2 separate regions of the Sus scrofa genome follow, and region 2 is linked to region 1. A link is a contact called in public Hi-C data. All regions are on one chromosome and are shown on one strand. The core of a region is the stretch at or near the end of the contact, and the rest is flanking DNA. Distances in the headings are between cores, read along the strand shown. Region 1 has its middle 40 kb from the start of LRRC8D. Region 2 holds the start of KYAT3 (kynurenine--oxoglutarate transaminase 3).

Region 1 (4,783 bases), core at 1,699-4,198:
TTCTCTGTAAAACAGAAAAGAGATTGTATTGGCTGGAAGTCAAAATAAACCCTAGGTAGCAGTTCCTGTTGTGGCTCAGTGGATCCATGAGGACGCAGGTTCGATCCCTGGCTGGCTCAGTGGGTGAAGGATCCGGCATTGCCATGAGCTGTGGTGTAGGTCACAGATGTGGCTCAGATCCTGAGTTGCTGTGGCTGTGGTGGAGGCCGGCAGCTGTAGCTCTGATCTCACCCCTGGCCTGGCAACTTCCATAAGACTTGGTTGTGGCCCCCCTCCCCAGAAAAAAATTTTTTTTAAAGATACATCCTTTTGCACCATGTTTCAAGGCGTATGTTCTATGGACCACCTAACTTAGGATTTTAGGGTGAGGAGTGACAGGGGAGGGTTTGGTAAAATGCAAATTCCTGCGCCTCACTCCAGAAATTCTGATTCCATAGATTTGGGCGGGGCTTGAGAAATCTGCATTGAAAACAAGCCCTTCAGGAGGGTTTTTTTTTTTTTTCTTTTTCTACTAAAAATTGAGAACTCCCACTGCTGTTCATTCTAGCAAACTATCAAGAAGAGCCACATTAGACATAAAACTACCTGGGACTGCGCCAACTCGTGCCCTGAAGGGGCAAGCATACAACAGGGAATATTTATTTATTTATTTATTTATTTATTTATTTATTTATTTTTTGGTCTTTTTGCTATTTTTTGGGCCGCTCCCGCGGCATATGGAGGTTCCCAGGCTAGGGGTCAAATCGGAGCTGTAGCCCCCGGCCTACGCCAGAGCCACAGCAACGTGGGATCCGAGCCGCATCTGCAACCTACACCACAGCTCACAGCAACGCCAGATCGTTAACCCACTGAGCAAGGGCAGGGACCGAACCCGCAACCTCATGGTTCCTAGTCGGATTCGTTAACCACTGCGCCACGACGGGAACTCCAACAGGGAATATTTAAACAAACAGCAAACAGGAAGTGTTCTGACAAATTTCTGAGAAGAAGAGACTGCTCTCGAGATTTATTAGGGTGCGGGTAAAGCGATGAAGTGTGCCCTTCCTGCTGCGCGTGCACACACACACACACACACACACACACACACACGTATACAAGTGTAAGGAGAATGTTCTGTCTATGGAGAGATTTGGAAAAAGATCTTGGAGTTCCCGCAGTGGTGTCTCTGCAGCCGTGAATGCAGGTTCGATCCCCAGCTCAGCACAGTGGGTTAAGGATCTGGCATTGCTGCAGCTGCGGCTCAGGTCACAACTGCAGCTCAGATCTGATCCCTGGCCTGGGAACTCCATATGCCACGGGGCAGCCAAAAAAGGGGAAAAAAGAAAGAAAGGTGTCACAGCCCTGTGTGAGAGGGCCCTGTCCCCTCTGGGGATGGGTCCCCAGGGGCTGTGAGGGCCCTGATCTCTGAATGCAGGACAGGCACGGGGGCGCTCTCTCCCCAGCGGAACCCGGGTCTGGAAGCCTGCTGAGTCGAGCCTGTGGGATACCCCCACACACACCCACATACGGCCCCCAGCGTTGTGAGGGGGCAGCCCGCCTAGGGGCCTCTGGCATCCCCTTCCACCCCCATCCTTCCCACCCACTTGCACAGAAATACACACACAGGTCTGGAAACAGAAGCAGCTCCTTCTCAGGCATCCAGCAAATAGCCTGCGCCTCTGCCTCCACGGTCCCGCTTCCAAACCACTGCGGGGCGCAGAGGTGAGCCCAGGACCAAGCCAGGTGACTAAGCGCAGACATGGGTCAGAGCCGGGGCCATCTGAGCAGCTGCTGAGTAAGAGGGCTGTGACCTCATCTCTGGGAAACCGGGACCGGGGCCAGCCTGACAAAGACAATGAGCAAACCGCCCAGGGGACCGTGAGGCAGGTCATGGTCAGCCCATCAAAAAGCCAAGCGGCCCCCCGGTAAGACCCAGAGCAGCACAAAGAGATGCCGGCCCGGCGGGGTCCCCACCATCTGGGCCCGGGTCGGAGGCTCTTCTCCTGACCCAGGCGCCTGGGCTTCTGGTGGCTTTTCCTGCCGCGGGGACCGCCAGCCCTCCACACCACCTGGTCCCTGGGTTTTCCATGCTTGGCCCGTTTGCTTCTATTGCATGACCTCTTTGTCAACACTGATAGCAGCTCATTAGAGCTGAAGCCCAGACTCCAGTTCACTTCCGTTCACCTCATTATTTCTTTCTTTTTTGGGCCAAAGCCAAGCAACAAACATTCACATTCTCCCTGCAGGGCAGGCGCACAGACCCAGGCGACATGCTCACAGGCGCACGCTCACATGCACACTCGCATGCACACTCACACTCTGCACCCACAGGTGTACACACTCACCCACGCACACACGTATGCACACGTGTACTCACTTCTACACACACTCACACATATGCATCCACACGTGTGCACACCCACACCCACATGTGTAATCACTTCTATACATACAGATATGCACCCGCACGTGTGCACACGCACTCACCCACCCCCACACACATGCACACTGTGTTTGCACTTCCATACACACTCACACTCTACATGTGTGCACGCACTCACACTCAGCCATACATAAATTCAGACACACACCTCAACCCTGGGGCAGGAAGATGAACATGACTGCTGGCCCAGTTGAGCGGCCAGGACAAGCCGGGGAATGACGTTCAGAATCTCCGGAGCCCCGAGCCCCGGGCCAGGGCCCGCCAAGGGCCGCCGATGGGGTTTTGCAGGCAGCTGCCCCGCTCCCGCCCTCTGCTCCCGCGCCTGCGCTCGGTACTGCCCCGCTCCATCTTGGGCCCCGTTTCCAGCGCTGTCAATCAAGTGGGAGCCCTTCCAAGTTTCCGTGTCAGTGATGATCAACCGTTCTAAACCCCAGCTCCCCCAGGCGCTCCGGGCCAGCCTGACCGGGACGTGAAACTGCAGAGCCGCCCTCCCCGGGGCGCGGCCGGCGAGGCGGGGACGCCCTCTAGCGGCCGTGGCTGGTGTGGCAATGGACTTTGAGGGCGCGGGGACCCGGGCGTCCGCTCTCCGGGAGGACTCGGAGGGAACACGAGGTCAAAACCCTGGGCAGCCTCACTCCGCCCTCCCGATCGCCCCCAAAGCTCCCGAGGCACCACGTCCTCTCCGGCCGCACTTCCCAACAGCTCTCCGGCTGCCGCCAGCCCAGCTCCGGCCTCGTCACCGTCCCCGGGCGGAGCTCTGCGGCAGGGAGGGTCCCCTCCCGGCTTCTCGGCTCCATCTCCTGGGTCCGGTCCCTTCCACCCTCGCTGCCAGACCCGCGCTCCAGACGTTCGTCGTCCTCTGCTGTGTTCTGTGAGAGTCTTCCTCGCTTCCCGCCGTCGAAAGCGCTGAGCCTCAAAAGGGGGGCGCCCCTCCTGGAGAGGCACCGGCTCTGGACAGGGGAAGGCGGGTCCACATGGGGGGGCGGGGGGCGGTGTGGACGCTCTTCCCCCAGACTGGCTCGGGCTGAACCACTCTTCCTGGGGTGCATTGTCTTGGGGATGGAGGACACAAGTCCTCCCGGCAAAAGTGCAATCATCTCGGCCGTAATCTGACCTCCAGTTTCCCTTCTAGCCTTCGCACTACAGCACTACGTCGCGGTGAAGGGCTGGGACTGGACTGTCTGGGTCAGAACCCCAGGTCTACAGCTTACTAGCTTTGTCACTGCAGGGTTTTACCTTCTTTACAAAGCTGTTGAGGAGATAGTGAATGAGATCAACCAGCGCTTTTTTTAAATTTTATTTTAGGGGTGCACCTTTGGCATATGGAGGTTCCCAGGCCAGGGGTCCAATCGGAGCTGTAGCTGTCAGTCTACACCACAGCCACAGCAACGCCAGATCCAAGCCACATCTGCAACCTACACCACAGCTCACGGCAACGCCGGATCCTTAACCCACTGAGGGAGGCCAGGGATCGAACCCAAGTCCTCATGAATTCTAGTTGGATTCGTTAGCACTGAGCCACAACGGGAACTCCTGCACTTCAGCTCTCGACACTGGATTGACCTGGAGTGTCTTCTGTCTCCTGATACCGAGACCTCACTGTTGTCCCAAGCCCGGCTCAAATCTCACCTGCTTAGGGACTGACACGCTCCTATTGGACCTGTCCCTTCACACATCCTGTATCGTGAGCGGAAACAAATACCTTCTGTTTTTAATTCTATCAGTGTAGTTGATTTACAATGTTCTGTCAACTTCTGCTGTGCGGCGGTTACCCAGTCATACATATATGTATACATACCTTCTTAAACATACACACTCTGCGGCAGTGTACCATATAAGTCAACATACTGATCTCTAGTACAGTATTTTGTTTATTGTTTTTGTTTCTTGTCAAAATGTTTACGACCATTTTGAAAAATTAAGAAAAATCCTTGTAATGTGTATTCATGTGTTACTGGCTTAGTTACTTGATTTTTTTTTACATTTTCCTTCTCGCCATAGGTGGATTGCAAATGCCATGGGGACAAGAGCTCGGTTTTATATTCTCCATAGACCATGTCTAACGTAATACCTTCACCATATTAGCTACTGGTGAACACTGCCTTCATTTAATTAATAAGCAAGTGCATCTTTTATAACAACAATAAGGTATGTGTTTGTCTCTTGAGGCGATTTTCCAGTCATCATCTTATGCATCCCTGAGAGAAAAGCAAAGCTTAGGCCTCGTTCATGAGGATTTCCTTGTTGGCACAAAATCCTGCAAGCACGTTGTGGTATTCATGCTTAAGGTATATCCCCATAACAAATGGAAAATGATTGGCGTCCAAAAGGGCAGGGGGTAAATTTTTTTAAGTATGCTTG
Region 2 (4,783 bases), core at 925-3,424, 530 kb before region 1:
CCGCTGCATATGGAGGTTCCCAGGCTAGGGGTCGAATCAGAGCTGTAGCCGCCAGCCTACGCCAGAGCCACAGCAACGCGAGATCCGAGCCACGTCTGCAACCTACACCACAGCTCACGGCAACGCCGGATCGTTAACCCACTGAGCAAGGGCAGGGATCGAACCCGCAACCTCATGGTTCCTAGTCGGATTCGTTAACCACTGCGCCACGACGGGAACTCCTATTTTTGTTTCATAGATATGTTGATTTGTGCTGCATTTTTTTAGATTCCACATATAAGAGATGTTATTCTTCTTTCTCTGATACTTTGCTTAGTATGATAATCTCTAGATCCATGTATGAAATAGACTTTTTGAGAAGCACTTAAAAAAATTTTTTTTTTCTTTGCTTTTTAGGGCCGCACCTGCAGCACATGGAGATTCCCAGGCTAGGGGTCCAATCGGAGGTACAGGTGCCAGCCCTACACCACAGCCACAGCCACGCCAAATCCGAGCTGCATCTTTGACCTACACCACAGCTCACGGCAATGCCAGATCCTCAACCCACTGAGCAAGGCCAGGTTTCGAACCTGCGTCCTCATGGATCCTAGCTGGGTTTGTTAACCGCTGCACCACGATGGGAACTCTGAGGAGTGCTTTTCTAAAGCAATGAACATTCCATGTGCATACTGACCAGTAAGCTCAATGAATAAATAAACTGGGATGGCACAGAACAGAAAAGGTGGAGGAAATCGAAAAGTATGTGGCTTTTAATTCTAAACAATATTTTCATTGTGTTTCTCATTTACCCTTAAAAACAATATTCTGTGAAGGAAATCATGAATCATGGTGATCTAATAAAACTGATTATGGCATATAGTATATCTAGGATTAACTCCGCAGTCATATACCCATGATCAAGAGAAAACTGTGCTATTATCTCTGGAGGAGATGGTTTAAAATGAAGATACAGAAGATATGTATGGCATAGCTGGGGGTGACCTGAGGCTGAGAAGGCTGATGAATTGTTGGAGGATCCAGGGCGAAAGGTGAGTAAAGCCGTCAAAAGAACTGTGAGACGTTTGAAGCTGTAGACTTCAATCCAAATGATCAGTGGATAATGACTTTGCATGTGGGAAGGAGAGGCAGAAGGAATCAGTTGATAATGTCACAAAGTCCAGGATGTTCAGGTTAACTGCAAGCTCAAGGAAGATTAAGGTGCGGTGACAGTGAAAAGAGGTAGTGCTAATTAATGCACAAACCTGGTTAAGAGTTACCACAAACAGCTTTATTTCTGCTTCATGCTCTGGACTTTAGTCCACTTCTACAGCCATGTCATCGGAGCAAGAGTGGGGAAAATCAGGTAGGTTTAGCTGGCACAAGACAAGTTAGGACACGTGCTTTTGCAAGTTTCTGAAAAGCTGTTTTGTGAAAAGGGAGTCCGGGTAACTTATTACAAATTTCGTAGAAGGCAGCAACAGGTCTGACTGGTGTTTAAGTTGCAGCAGCTGGGTCTCAGGCCCAGGGGAGCTAGGACTTTGTACAGGGGGCTGTGGAAGGAGCAGCTGCCAAGTTCCTCCCTCAGGTAGCAAAGAAGGAGCCTGCAAGACGGAAAAATTGGGTGGCAGGCGCCAAAAGCAACAAATTGGACAGCTTTCCGCTCTGATTGAGAAACTATGGGCTCCCCTAAGAGTCGTTTCTGCGGCAAGTTGACAGCTGTTTTCCTTCGCATGAAGAATCCCCACTGCTGCCAACTGGAGTGGGCGTCAGCTTCCCTCACCGTCCACGAAGTGCCCCAACTGCCAAATCCAGCGCGAAAGGGGCGGACGAGGAGGGGCCCAGGGTCCCACCCGCAGGCCAAGCACCTCGGCGCCTCCTCCGCAGCAAACTCCTCCAGGCCCGCGTGGGCCGTATGCACCGGCCGCGCGCCCCGGAGCCGGACACGAGTCCAATCCTGAGCCGAGTCCAGCCCGGCTCTTCCTCCCACCCCGCAGGCGCGGCCCCCGCGCGCACCCAGCGGCCCCCTCCCTCCCGCCTCCTCTCGCGGCCCCGCTCGCGGAGCCCAGGCGGCCACGGCCTCCCCGCACCCGTACCTTACCGACGCGCCACTCACATCCCTTCCGCGAACACCTCGCTTTCCGTGGCCCAAGTCCCGCGAGAACTGGAGAGTGCGTCGGGGCGCTCCGACGTGGGGCGGGGCCTGGCCGGGAGTCAGAGCGCGGATTGGCTGAGGGTCAGCCGGGTAGTGGGCGGGGCACCGTCGGACGGGGAAGCGACCCGGAGGAGAGGAAGAGGGAAGGGAGATGTGGCCGGGGATGGGCTGCGGGCTCGGCCCCTCCGGACCGACAGGATGGGGATGGAGGCCAGACGAGTGTGGGGCAGGATCCGGGCTGCGGGACGTGGCTCCTCCGGGTAAGGGGGGCGGGGCGGGGTCTTGAATGTGGTCCGAGATGGGGTGCGACGCTGAGGTCCGGAGCCCTAATTGGAGGTGTGTGATGGGTTGGGTTGGCCCAGTGATAGGACGCGGGCAGATTTGGAAGGAAAAGCCGGTTGTCGGGTCCCAGGGCTTAGGCGAGGGGAGGGTTGTATTTATCGAGATGTTAGCCGGTGCAGAGAGGGCAAGGCTAAGGAGAGTGTGCAGAAGGGCGCGTGGGTGTATTTATCTCCTGGGGTGGGGGTGAGAAAAAAAGCAGAGAGGAATTTACGTTCCTGAACAGTAAAAGCGGGTGTGATCAGAGGACAGAATGAAGGGGCCGTGGAACTGAGGAGGAAAATCAATGACAGTTTAAAAGGGAAGGAAAATCGGCCAAGAGAAACAGGAACACCACGAATTACTCGTTTTTGAAGGCGGTGTTAGCAAAAGGAGAGCCTTGTATTAAGCATCGAGCTTCATGCTTCAATTTTCTTCCTTTCCAATTTTAAGAAGATGGGAGGATAGAAGGAGTGGGAGGGGAGGTAGCATTGTTATTCACGTCCGGAGGAAAGGAGAGAGATAACTTTTGGTTGAACTAGGTTCGCCGAGTTTCAGAGGCGGATGGAAAATTGGCTGTGTGCAGTTGGGAATCTCACCCCTAGATCGTGAGCTACTGTCAGGGCATTCGTTTGTCAATACTCTTCAACCAAAAGGCCACCAGGAGCACAACTGCAGTCCAAAAGCTGGTTTTATAACTTTACAAAGAGGGAGAAAACACACCTTGGGAACCTTGGGTCGTTTGAATAATAGAGTGTTAGAAGAGATCCCTATTCAGGGATCCCTATTAATGGATCTTGTCTGTTATGCCCCTTCCTCGTAGTCAGAGACTGACTGATGCTGATGTCCTTTTAGATTGCGGTACTTTCCTGGAGGAGCTCCGCCATCCGTGCCTCCCAACAGTGAAGTCTTAATGGTAAGTGTTTGCTCAATTTCTGATGCCAGGTACGGTGTTTCTTTTTCTCACGTGTAACATGCATGAATTGAGAACAGAGGTGCACAGGCTTCTGGGGGAAATGGGCAGAGAGAGCGTGTGTCTCCAACCTTTAAGAGGAAGAAAAGGCCAGAGACAAGCAAATGTGTATGATGGTTTGAAATGGTGTTGAGTGCTGTGGACGAAGCCGTGAGGATGGGAGACTGCGGGTCGTTTAATTAGGAGAGTCAGAAAAGGCTTCTTTTGAGGAGGGAACAGTGGAACCCAGAACTGAATGATGAAGAGACGACTTTGCCAAAAATGATTCTGGACAGAAAAATGGCAGTTGAAAAAGCCTTGGTATGGGAGCAAACTGGGCATGCAAGGACGAAGAGGGAGACCCCTGTGTCTAAAGCACAGTCATCCAGGGCTACGCGCTTCCAGATTGGGGTGGGGGGGAAGACAGGACCAGATCATGCAGAGCCCTGAAGGCCCCAGAACTTTGATTTTATTCTGAAGCAGCCACCAGAAAATCTTCATCACATTTTAGGAAGGACACTATCGTTTCTTCGGAGAAGAGACTTGGAGGGAGGTGCGGGTAGAAGCGGGAGCATCTGTTGGGGCGTAAGAAGGAGCAGTGAGGCTCTCCGGCCTGGGGTGGGCCTGGGGTGGGCAGGGGAGGGAACAGGGCTGGGGTGGTGCGCTTCCTCACCCTCCACCATCACCTCTGGTTTCTCTGAGTCAGACCCTTTCTGTTTAAGCTCCTCGGAGCATCAGCTGCCAATCAGTCTCTTGCTGAGGCAGAGGAGGAACAAGAGCTGCTGTGTGGAAACTTAGGGTGGGGAGCTGGTGATCTAGTTGTTTAAAAGGCCTTCAGGAGTTCCCTGGTGGCTCAGCAGATTAAGGATCCAGCGTTGTCACTGCTGTGACTAGGGTTGTAGCTGTGACATGGGTTTGATCCCTGGCTTGGGAACTTCAGAGGGCGGAGCCTTAAAAAAAGCCTTTAAAAGACCCTGTTTTTTTTTTTTTTTGGTTTTTTGTTTTTTGTTTTCATTTTTATTTCCGAACCTTTGGAGAGTTTTGTGGGGATGGAACTAGTTACTTTTTGGCTTTTTTTGTGACTGGTCTGGGACTCAGCTTATTTGAATCTGGTGTCTGTTTCTCCCTGCCTGTTTGCTTTCTAACATCTATAATCTTATTTTCATTGTCTTTCCCTTTATTTTTTTTCTCATGGTGTTATGACTTAAAAGACTCTCCCCACTGTTATTTCAGTAGTAGTGTTTAAGGAGAGAAAGAAAGAAATAGCTTTGATTTGCCATGTCTTGTGGTTGTTGCTGGTTTACAGGCATGCTCATGAAATGACTGAGGAGCAAATGCTGGGCATTTGAATGCTTTCTTCATCGCTCTAGTCTTGTGTTATT

What was found. A called contact is a pair of places that touch in the nucleus more often than the background predicts.
Region 2: a Hi-C map of embryonic fibroblasts shows a contact between it and region 1, with 2.1 times the contacts expected there. The contact joins the promoter of KYAT3 here to the enhancer-like site in region 1. A contact is called at or near these places in 3 of 47 Hi-C or Micro-C datasets (alveolar macrophages, embryonic fibroblasts and omental adipose tissue) and 1 of 2 datasets of contacts at active chromatin or transcription factors (alveolar macrophages).

Annotation. Positions count from the first base shown.
Region 1 is chr4:126,920,921-126,925,703 of Sscrofa11.1, reverse strand. No RefSeq gene overlaps it. Among named protein-coding and RNA genes, the nearest start is that of LRRC8D, 40 kb to the right of the region's middle. Within about 2 kb of position 2,948, at least 39 of the 83 cell types and tissues checked have an H3K27ac peak or open chromatin away from gene starts, as enhancers often do. A contact at or near this core is called in alveolar macrophages, embryonic fibroblasts and omental adipose tissue, where this site is marked.
Region 2 is chr4:127,448,866-127,453,648 of Sscrofa11.1, reverse strand. KYAT3 (kynurenine--oxoglutarate transaminase 3) reads right to left here and starts at 2,174. Exons shown (of 14, transcript XM_001929384.5): 1 at 2,093-2,174.